Linked DNA regions of Zea mays: region 1 is linked to region 2. The links are chromatin contacts, called in public Hi-C maps. All regions are on one chromosome and are shown on one strand. The core of a region is the stretch at or near the end of the contact, and the rest is flanking DNA. Distances in the headings are between cores, read along the strand shown. Region 1 holds the start of LOC100280240 (PseuodARR-B transcription factor). Region 2 holds the start of LOC103640360 (translation initiation factor IF-2).

The links. Hi-C and Micro-C count contacts between places; a contact is called where the count stands out from the background.
Region 1: a Hi-C map of ear shows a contact between it and region 2, with 2.7 times the contacts expected there. The contact joins the promoter of LOC100280240 here to the promoter of LOC103640360 in region 2. A contact is called at or near these places in 4 of 25 Hi-C or Micro-C datasets (bundle sheath, ear, leaf and 1 more).

Annotation. Positions count from the first base shown.
Region 1 is chr9:144,678,624-144,684,033 of Zm-B73-REFERENCE-NAM-5.0, forward strand. LOC100280240 (PseuodARR-B transcription factor) reads left to right here and starts at 2,466. Exons shown (of 12, transcript NM_001153169.2): 1 at 2,466-2,590; 2 at 2,703-2,791; 3 at 2,888-2,971; 4 at 3,060-3,132; 5 at 3,257-3,705. The coding sequence starts at 3,381.
Region 2 is chr9:144,514,767-144,520,566 of Zm-B73-REFERENCE-NAM-5.0, forward strand. LOC103640360 (translation initiation factor IF-2) reads left to right here and starts at 2,244. Exons shown (of 2, transcript XM_008662957.2): 1 at 2,244-2,489; 2 at 3,800-4,737. The coding sequence starts at 2,244. The coding sequence ends at 4,582. It overlaps LOC103639280, which reads right to left and starts at 1,890. Exons shown (of 6, transcript NM_001301617.1): 1 at 1,586-1,890; 2 at 1,166-1,295; 3 at 602-1,072; 4 at 328-511. The coding sequence starts at 1,752.

The DNA of each region.
Region 1 (5,410 bases), core at 1,216-3,715, 160 kb after region 2:
TCGTCCTCCTCTTCTTCATGTAATCCTGCCTCTGCGAGGGCGATAAGCTCACTCAATCTAGATGTGTCGTCGTCCTCCTCCTCCATCAGCTCAACCGTTGCCATTTTATCCTGAACATATCTCGCATGCGCCTCATCGGCCAAATAGTTTACGCCGCTTCCAATCTCTGCAAATATAATGAGAAAATTAAGTTAGCAAAGTCAGGATAAATAAATTGTACTAACATAATTATAATATCATTTATCTCACTTACTTCCCTTGAGGCGATCAGCAAGATTATCCAACATCTGTTTCTCGGCTTGAGCCGCTTCCCATTCCCTTGCATCCTGTGCTCTCTTCTCATCTGCCGCCTTCAACCTCCTATACTCTGCACGCTTCGGGCTATCATAAAAGGCAGATTTTGCTTCCCTACGCATGTCGCGTATGCGATCGTTAATGTACGAATCAACGAGCCGAGATCCACAACGCATCTTCTGTCCCATTATTCTCTTCGACTCTATTGTGCGCATCACCTCTCCTTTGTCGTCGTAACTCTCCCAACTGCATTTCCTCGTCTCCTACAAAAAATATAGTAAGTACCGCTATAACATTACATCTGGTGCAAAAAAAATACCAACCTCATCGTAATCGACCATATGTCCACAAAAATATCCAACACCAAGCTCCGAAGGAACTAATCCATACTTAGCTTCAATACCACATTTGCAGAGTACTGGATCAAATTTGACCTCTTCTGCCGCCCACCCCATGTATCTCTTTTCCTTTACCTCTGGCTCTGGCCAATGGGACAAAGGACCATACAACCACTCTCTGAAACGACACTTACGCCACCCGTATGGCTGCAAGAGAAAAAATTAGTAATTTATTGTAAATAAAAACTAGTTCATACATTTAGCATATCAATGGGCTCACATAATCAATGTTCGGACAACAGAACTGCTTGTCATAGTCTTCGTCGATGACAGCACGGTCTCCACAATCGCATCGAGGCGGTGAGTCCATCCGTCTTTCTGTTGCTACCTCCTTCTCCGCATCCGTCATTGGTGGAGGATTCGGGGGAGGAGGTACCCAACGCTTAAAACGCTCATGACTGGTCCTTCCACTCAACCAATTAACGAAAAGAAGATATCGAGGGTCAAATTTATCAGGACCATCGATCCACTGGAAAAAGAAACACCTCTGATGTCCCTAAAATAATGGAAAGATGCACTATTACATATCTACAAAATAATGAACGCGAACAAAATTAAGTGACAAGTCATAAGCTACGTACGTCCAAAGTGCCACAAAGGTAGTAGCAGCGAGCAGCCGTGTCTGGATGTTGTGATTGATGTACCCAAGCCAGTCTGCCACAGTCACAGTTAGGCACGGGGAGTTCAGGAGGAACAGGAGCATCCTTACTAGATACGTCCGGATATAACTCCCGAGGACGACCTCTCTTCTGCCACAACGCCTCTCGGTACATGTCTTTCATCTAATAAACGATTATAATTATCACTTGTACCTATTATGCTTTATAATAAGTTTACACAAACTAATAATCGAAATGATAATATAATAGGTGTATACAAATTATTAAACTAACAACCTAATATACAAAAGGAATCAGTTGGAAATCATACCTTGGTCTACGAAGTGAACCAACTCAAATCTTTGAATCCAGGAAATTTTTACGAAGTTTGGAAATGGGATGAAATGAGCTGCTCTCGGCCAGCCGCGCGGGCGTTTTTATAGGAATTTGTAGCTCGGCGCCAAGATCTGTGGCGCCGAGCTACGAGGCCGCGCCGCCGCCACGTCAGAGCCAGGTCAGCCCTGGACGCAGCTAGCCGTTGCGGCCACGTCACAGCTCGGCGCCATAGGCTGTGGCGCCGAGCTGTGTTAGCTCGGCGCCACAACCTATGGCGCCGAGCTAAGGGTCCAAAACTGCATTTAAAATTTTTTTAGATCTAAACGTGAATTTACTTCTGTTTAAGGGCTAAAATACAAAAAATTCGGCCTCTCCCACTCCCGGAAACAAAAGGCAACGCTAGCCCAGCGAGACGGGGGAGTGCCCTGCTTCGCAAATCGCTCTCCAGGCCCCGCTCAAACGCCGTTAAGCCAAGGCCGTGATGATCTTTCCCTCCGAACCGCGGGCCCCAGCACTCCCCGGCCGCACACCGGCTCCCCAAGCCCACCCCAGTCCACCGACGTGCGGGTCCATGCGACACCTCAGACCCCACCGGCCAGTGACGTAGCCACGACGGGCCCGCGCGCGCCGCTCCACGTGGGCCCCTGTCGATCTGAGGATTCGGGGCGAGCCCAGGGAGCACGCGGCTTTAGATCTCGTCGGATCTCGGACACGGCGTGGGGCCCGCCCCACTCCCTGCCCACCTCCACTTGCTCCACGTCACGGCGAGCGCTTCCCCTCCCCCCTGGTTATCTATCGCATCCTCCGCGGCCCTCCTCCCTCCCACTCCTGTCCTCTCCTCTCCTCTCCCCGCCATTTGGCTCCGAACCCTCACAACAGTGCATCGTCTCTCCTGTCCCCGCCATTTGGTTCGGAACTCTCGCGGCCTCAACTCCTCCTCGTCATCGTAACACCCACGCTTAGGTGCGCACCGCGCCCTCTGCTGCGGCTACGGGAGCTAGCTCGTGAATTCAACTCTTTTTTCATATTTTTTTAATTCATTTAGCTGCCTTTTTCTGTGTTGTTTCTGCGGCAGAGTTCGTGAGGGTCGCCCCCAGGGGATCTCGAGACGTCCGTTTCCAAGAGTGGACCGGCTCGCAGGCGCTGCTGTTACCTTGGGTGGAGGCAAGTTGGAATTGCGATGTTTGTTTGCTTCACAGCCTTTTTCCTTCTAAAGTTTTGCTCTGACGAGGTCTACTTATCCTTTTGCTCTATATTTAGCTCGGACCTGCGGATCAGTTGGATTCTCAAGGGAGACGGTGGTTTCTGATTTCCTTTCTCTAAGCATACCAAATCCTTTGTCTCGTACTGCCTCAAATCTCTATTGTCGGTTTTGTATGCGGGGAACTTCGTACACGATCCTTATCATATGAGCTGTTTTAATGTTTCGCAGGAGTCGGGAGCAACTGGTTTTGGGCGTCGCGGAGCACATGGCTTAAGAATAATTTCTTCCAGCCCGGCGACAAGTGAGCCTCGCTACAATTAGTCCTCTCTCGCTCTCACCGATACTGCAGAATGGAGTAGCTTATTCTGAGCATCTGTTATGCTCATGACAGATCGGTGTTTGATTCCTGTGTGTTTTCCCTGCAGATTCGCAGTTGGATTCAGCATATGCATTTTTTATGCTGACATAGGATGTGCTCAACCATCCGTGGACTCCCTCTAGTTGCACAAACCACCTCAGTGCTCTCTCTTTCTTCGAATCGGGCTAATAATGGGCAGTGCTTGCCAAGCTGGCACAGACGGGCCTTCCCGCAAGGATGTGTTAGGGATAGGGAATGCCGCCTTAGAGAATGGCCACCATCAGGCTGAAGCTGACGCAGATGAATGGAGGGAAAAGGAAGAGGACTTGGCCAACAACGGGCACAGTGCGCCACCGCCAGGCATGCAGCAGGTGGATGAGCATAAGGAGGAACAAAGACAAAGCATTCACTGGGAGAGGTTCCTACCTGTGAAGACACTGAGAGTCTTGCTGGTGGAGAATGATGACTCTACTCGTCAGGTGGTCAGTGCCCTGCTCCGTAAGTGCTGCTATGAAGGTACGCGCTGCAAATGGTAAAGCTAATTTGATTTGATTTTTCTCTCGCATCAAACAGGAGAGCTGCAATCATTATATACTAAGAAGAAACTAATTTGATTTTATTAAATTGGTCATATACTCGGTTGCTGGTTTCATAACTTCTACTAGATAGCAGTATCATGGATTGTTAACTTGTGTATATTGCAATTGCTGCTGCAAAAAAAGGATTATGGTTTTATTGGGTACTTTTAAAATTGACCACAGTTCAAACATCAACTTGACACCAACCTATATATAGAATGATGTTGATCTGATTTAATCTCTATAGCAAACAATTATGTGGAATATCGGTGTTCCTTTAGTGAAACAAGGTTCTCAATGGTGAATGTAACTGTCTTGGTGCATCAATCGATTGGTGTGGTAGACATGCTCAATCTTGATTATATTATACGTTTATGTATGCATGGGAATGCTTTATAGGTACAACAGGGACTAATTTGATTCATCTGACTCTCTCGTCACATATTTGGACGGAAATGGTTCCCCCTGCTTGAATTTTCAAAATAGTCCCCTCTCCCACTGTGGCAGGCCTGAGAGATGTCATGTCTCACCTAGTACAGCTCCATAGCATCTTAGGTATACACTGATCCATATTATGCCAGACCGCCTGTCTCAGCTGCAGCAGGGGCGGATACAAGCCCCGGGCCACCCGGTCCGTGGCCCGGGGCATGATCCATATGTCTCTAGTCACATTTATTGTTTTACACTAGAGTATATTGGAAGAATATTATATCCAATAGACCGGCCCAGGCCGTGATCGGATCCTGGATCTGCCCCTGAGCTGCAGTGAGTAGTTTGCTGGGCAATCTGCTGTGAATTGGGAGCTTGGTGGGTGGGGTGTTGCAGTATGTTTGCACTCTGGGTAGCCTGAGCATTGCTACCCTGTGGTACACACATAATGTGACAAGTACTGACTGCACTATAGGATTGACAAGTCATCTCATGGGCCTACTGTGGTGGGCCAATGGAATTTCTTTTGCAATAGCAAGGGCTGGCTATTTTCATTTTAACAAAACCAGGGTCTAGAGATCAAGAGTGTCACATCATCAACAAACAGTGAATAATCTTGCAACATATGGAAGGTGGAATGCTGCAGTAGTCAATTGAGGATCTGGATCAATTTGGCTCTTTTATATGTCCTACGCTTAGTTGTTGGATAAATTGCTTAATGCCTTATTGTTTTTTTGTACTAGTGAGCAAACATATTCCACTTAATTTGTTTATATGTCTACGGTAGCTTAACATGTTCCAAGCAAACATATTAATTATTGTTGACTAGTACTAGCATCATGTTACTGTACAGTCCACTTTGCATTGGCAAGAAGTAACGATTATTTCTATCTTCTACTTGCACTGGATTTTGTTTCTTAGAAACTTGTGGCATACAGAATTGTGAATTTAAGCTTGTACATTTCCCTTTTCTATCATATGAGCATCAAAAGAACATATTCTATTTGACAACGTAGATGCTAGCTATTTTTTCTATTTGACAACAGAAAATGGTACTCTTTCTTGTGGGTCATTTTGTTAGTTTGTTTATTCTTGGACAAATAGGTAGTTAGGTACACAAATAGAACTGCCTGTGTTAAAATCATTTCACCCTGACTCGAAAAGCAAAGCTTGAAAACTATGATACATCAAAGCATGACTTTGTGTGATACATA
Region 2 (5,800 bases), core at 994-3,493:
GAAGATTGCATATGCTCCTGAGTCCTTACCAGGCCAGTCCAACACCCAAAATTGCGCGGACAAACCAAACGCATGCCCCCCCCTCTCTCTCTGGAAATGCGACATGTTGTCAGCTGCGTTGCCTTGCCTACATACTACGCACTATACACTGCATCGCGAGTGCATGCCCCCACATGCTAGTACCACAGTGACTACCGACGCCAACTAAAGAACACGTGCGGCGGAGTTCAGGATTCAGCAGCCACCCAGTTGCAAGTTGCACATGGAGAGAAGAAGCTAGGGAGGAAAAAGAACAGGCTAAGCTGTAGTAGGCCCGCGCCGACTGACCTGTGATCCTCTGCAGCGGGTTGAAGGTGAGCATCCGCTCGATGAGGTCCAGCGCGACGGGCTGCATCCGCGGGAACAGGCTGACGAACGGCCGGCGCGGGAACTGCGGGAGGTGGCGCATGTACTTCCGCGCGTCCTCGTTCCGGATGAACCCGAGCTCATCGTCCGTGGGCGTCCCGATCACCTGCCGCGTGCCGGCGATGTTCATCAGCAGCAGCAGAAGAAGAAGGAATTGAATTATAGGAAGGATGTGGTGCGTGCGTCGTGCTCGTGCCTCGGTTATGAGGCGCATCTGGTGCATGTGGTCGCGTCCGGGGAAGAGCGGCTGGCGGTTGATGAGCTCCATGAAGATGCAGCCGACGGACCAGACGTCGATGGCCGCCGAGTAGTCGGTGGAGTTGAGCAGCAGCTCGGGCGCGCGGTACCAGCGCGTGACCACGTACTCCGTCATCATGTCGCTCTCGGAGGACGGGCGCGCCAGCCCGAAGTCGCAGATCTTGAGGTCGCAGTTGGCGTTCACCAGCAGGTTGCTGGGCTTGAGGTCGCGGTGGATCACGTTGGCGGAGTGGATGTACTTGAGCCCGCGGAGGATCTGGTACATGAAGTACTGGGAGTGCTCCTCCGAGAGCTCCTGGTTGGACCGGATGATGTGGTGCAGGTCCGTGTCCATCAGCTCCGTCCCGATGTACACGTCGTTGAACGCCTGCGGGACGGGCGGCGGGATCACGTCCCTGATGCCGATGATCTGTTTTAATTGTTGGTCCAAATCGGAGCAGCAGCAATCGGCGTCAGATCATCCAACAACTATTTTATATAGATATGCTCTGTTTTGACATACGTTCTCGTGGTCGAGGTGCCTCAGCAGCTTGATCTCCCGGAGCGTGCGCTTGGCGTCCATGTGGTTGTCGAAGGCGTTGGCGATCTTCTTGATGGCCACCATCTCCTTCGTCTCGGAGTTCATCACCGAGCTGCGCGCGTCCGTCCGTAGCACAGTACAGATCATTATTTTCTTCTTCTTCTTCAGAACTATAATCAACTGCTATCTATATATTACGCGCTGTGCAGGATCAAATTAAGAGCCTATCGGTACGGTGGTCCAGGTCCAACCAATCAATCCATGCCCATCCATCATCCCTATGAACGAATAGCTAGTAAAAAAAAAACCCTAACACCTGGCAACCATCTGCTGCAGTTCGCGAGAAAAATCAGCCACACGGCGGCCCAAGCAGCCGAGAGCCTGCAGTTCGCGAGAACGTACCAGACGATCCCGTAGGCGCCGCGGCCGATGGGCATGATGGGGGGCTGGTACTTGTGCGTGATCTCGAACAGGTTGCCGAAGATGTTGTACTGCAGGAACCGGCCGCCGTGCGTCACCGTCTGCCGGAACTCGGCGACCGGAGCTCCGTCCACGCCTCCTCCGCTCATCTTCTTCCTCGGGGCGGCCCTGGCTGTGGCTGCCTTATTATTTCCCCTCGGCGAGGAAGGGGAAGACCGGCGGCTCACTCACAAGGTCAGCAGCAAGCAGAACAGGCAAATTAATTGACTCCTATCTTTCTCCCCTCGCGACCGATTCGTCAAAAGAGGAAGCGCAGGCGTGGGATTTATAAAAGAAGGTGGGGACTGGGGGACGGGCGGGCGGCGGCTGCAGCTGAACTGCTGAAGCAGGCCTCGATCGCTCTGCTCTGCCCACGACTCCGGCTGAGGAAGGTAGCGAGAAAGTGAGCGGGACGGCCACTGTTGCTAGTCGGCTGCGGACGGCGCTCTGAATCTGATGGAAGGGAAGCTGTTCGGATCCGACGGCGGGCAGGGCTCTTCAACGGTCAAACGAGGACACGCACCCACCAGATCGGATAACGGACGTCGCACGCGGTTGGGCTGGTGAGTGGAGGAGGAGGAGGCAGGGGTGCCCTGCTGCGATGGTGGGCCACCGTGTCAGGGTCTCAGCGTTCGGCGGGAGGAATTGGCAATTGGCCGATAGCCGCCGACGCGTTGATTTTGCTGGCGCCGGCGCCGGATTGGACGGGGACGCGTCAGGGAATGACGTCCGGTCTGCGGCGCTTGGGCGTTGGGCCATGGCTGATGATGCGGTCTGCGTGCGTGGCTGGCCGTGCCTGCCGCGGTGGCTTTTGACCGCCCGTGTCGTCGTCCTCAGTGGCTCAGTGGCAACGTGTGGAAAGCCGAGTCCCGACTCCCGACTCCAAGCTATGGCCTATTATAGGTTGTTGACATCGGCCGCGGTCCGGAGGTAAGTGCTAAACTTCAGCAGTGAGAAGGCTCAAGTGTAACTTGACTTAGTAGTGTGGTGTGATCACGTGGTGTATCTTCTTCCGGCTGCTCTCTCAAAAAGAAAACTATACAACAAGGATTTCAAGATGTCCGGTACAGCCCCAATGTTCCCGAATGCCTCCTGCAGGCAGATTTGGGACGGTCCCGGCGTCTCTAAACAGATCCGACACATTCAATATATATGCTCAAGATTTGTTTAACGAATCCAGTTTCACTATTGGTCGACAAGCACAAGCACTGGCCCCTGCAAAAGACAAGGTCGATGCTTGGCGGCTCGATGCAGAACTGAAACTAGTTTCCAGTGCAAGTGCCCATTCTTTTCTTTTTCTTTTTTGTCAGGAAAATATCCTAATGGATGAGGATTGAGGAACCCCTAATAACAAACTGATGTGTACTGCTAGCAGTACAGTGTTGCCCCGGGCGATTGGAACAAGGGAGGGCTTAAGAAACCGATGCCATGAATGATTGCGAAGCCCAACTTTCTATTGTTCCCGCGTGATACGCGAGCTGAGCAAAGTATCTCCGGATTCCTATTTATTTTGCACGTCTCCATCTTTCTGTGTGGGAGAGACAGATTGCTGAAGTTACGGCCATCCTATCTATGGTTTCGCAATTTTCTTTTGGCGGCGAGTATCATTCCGTACGGTTCTCAGATCAAGACGTGGGGCCGTCACTAGGCTCGACGAGCTGATGGGAGTCAGAGAGAGATAGGCCATTGTTTGTGTTACAAAATATTGTATTTTGTGATCAATTCAAGGAGTGCGACAGATAATTCCCAAGGGACACCCTCTTGAGAACGCACCCCTTCACCCGTATATAAACAGAGTTCTCGCTGCAATAAAGATATACGACTGTCATTTGTCATTCTCTCGCTTCTCGTTTTTCACTGCGCTTCAACACGTTATCAGCACGACTCGCGAGATCAGAGAAACAAATCAGAGAAAAAAAAGAGGAACAAGTTGCCGCTAGCAAGATGGAAAGGAGTGGCTTCGATGTCCAGAAACAGTACGTGCGAAGTATCCAATTCCTTTTTGACTTCTACAAAATACGTTGTAGCACTGATGATGTATGTGTAGTGCTGCTTGTGGCCTCTGCGCCCACGCTCGGTCGCCGTGCCGACGACGCACACAGTGGGACCCATGCCAGTGCCATGGTGCTGGGGCTGTGTGCCCGCCCGCGCGAATAGGAGCCTGCGCCCGCGCTGTGCCGTGCCATCGGGGGCCTGCCCGCGTGCGCCGAGCAGCCAGGGCCGCCGGGACCAAGTGCTCATGCGCCGGGGCAGGCCGCAGCTCGCCGGGCAGCCGCGCGCCATGGCCGGGCCGCCGCGCCCGCGCCTCGGCCGGGCAGCCGCACACGCCGTGTGCCATGGCAGGCCGCCGCGCCTGCGCTGCCGGGGTGCCCTGCACGCGCTACGCCGAGGCCGCCGTCTGGGGGCCTACGCGCTGCTTGGCCCGCGCCCGCGACGCACCGGTGGGGCTCGGCCGCCTCGCCGGGATGGCCGCGACTAAGGCTGCGCTCGCCAGAGACGGGGGTCACCAACCGCCAGGGCCGCGCCCACGACGCGAGCCGCCGGGGCCAGTGCCGTCGTGCCCACGCGCCGAGGTTGGGGCTGGGGCCGCGTGCCCGCGCCACCAGAGGGCCGCACCATGGCACCGACGTCGGGGCCGCGCACCCGCTCAGTGGCCGCATAGGTCGTGCCCACGTGTTCGCGCTGTTGAGACCGCGCCGAGCCGCCGCGAAGCCCGTACCTGGGCATCGCGCCCTGCCTGCTGCACCAGGACGGCCGGCCGCCGCCAGGAGATGGAGTGGTTGCAACCCTAACTGCCAGCACTCCTCTAGATGTCTGGGTCGTCTAGTGGGCCGGTTGAGGAGGTTGCCTAGCCAACTGCCTGGCTGGAATCGGCCTGAATGGGCTACCTGCGGTTGGGCTGAATCCTTTACCATTTTTTCTGATTTTCTGCAATTATAATCAGACGAACATTGTGTTCATTTAAATTACTGTTTTCAACAGTGTTGAGTATCTAAATTTAAATATTTAGATTGCTTATTATATATGTAATTGTACATACTTGTCTGTTTTTAGTATAAAAAATGCAGACTTGTTAGTGAATTATATTTTTTTTACATTTATAATTCACATATTTTCGACTTACTTATGTTTTTGCATTCTTTTATGTTTGCATGAATAACATAGCACTTTAATAAGTCGAAACTGCATGGTATACATGCAAAATAAGGTTACAGTTTTTGGGTAAAAGCATAGGGTGATGGAGTCCTAAGCAATGACTGCACTAAATTCTTTATAGAATTTAGTAGCCTAGAGACCGTGCTTTAGGCCACATTTGAAATGTCTATCACTATGAGGTCTACATCTTTCGAGATGATTACCTATACGTGCTACCCAAAAAGATCACGGACCATGAAGGCGTCGAGGGCTATGGAGCCAGGCTGGACGCTGCAGTCATGGTGACTGCTAAAAGAATTCTTTTAATTAAGTACTACTTAATTAAATGATGAATTCTTGCAAAATATGATACATATCTTGAACTTGGGATATTTCAACACATGATGGAGATCTAGGCTTTGGCTGCAATAACTTCTTGGAATTTATTTGCCCTGAGACCAAGCTTTTAGACAGCAAAATGTTATTTGCCCATCAGTAAGAGGTCTACATCTTATGGTGATGATGATTACCTATGTGTTCTCCCAAGTAGATATGTTGGAGATGTGATGTTGGTTATTCACCTTTATGGTGATTTCCATTTTATTTTTGAAATTTTGGTCAAGTACAGGGTAGTGGAGTCCTAAGCATTGGCTGCGGTATGTTCCTTGAATATATCAGCCCAGAGACCATGCTTTCAGGCAGCAAAAGTTTTGCCCACTACTGGGAGATCTACTCCATTGTTTCATTAAATGGAGATTATCTACGTTGTGTACACCATTTTTCAAAAATCTTTGGTACACTTTATGTGATACCTGGAATTCTCCAACATATATAGATATGATATATTTTGCGGCAAAGTTGCAACAGCAAACGAAAATGGTTAAGCCATTTGGAGGATAATTATTTAATAGAGTTTGATGAACTCGCCTAATGGGCTTAATTATCCTCAATGTTCATTAGATATGTTCATTTCATTTTTGCATTAAAGGGAATTCACTTCTTCACTTTGGAGGAAATGAGATG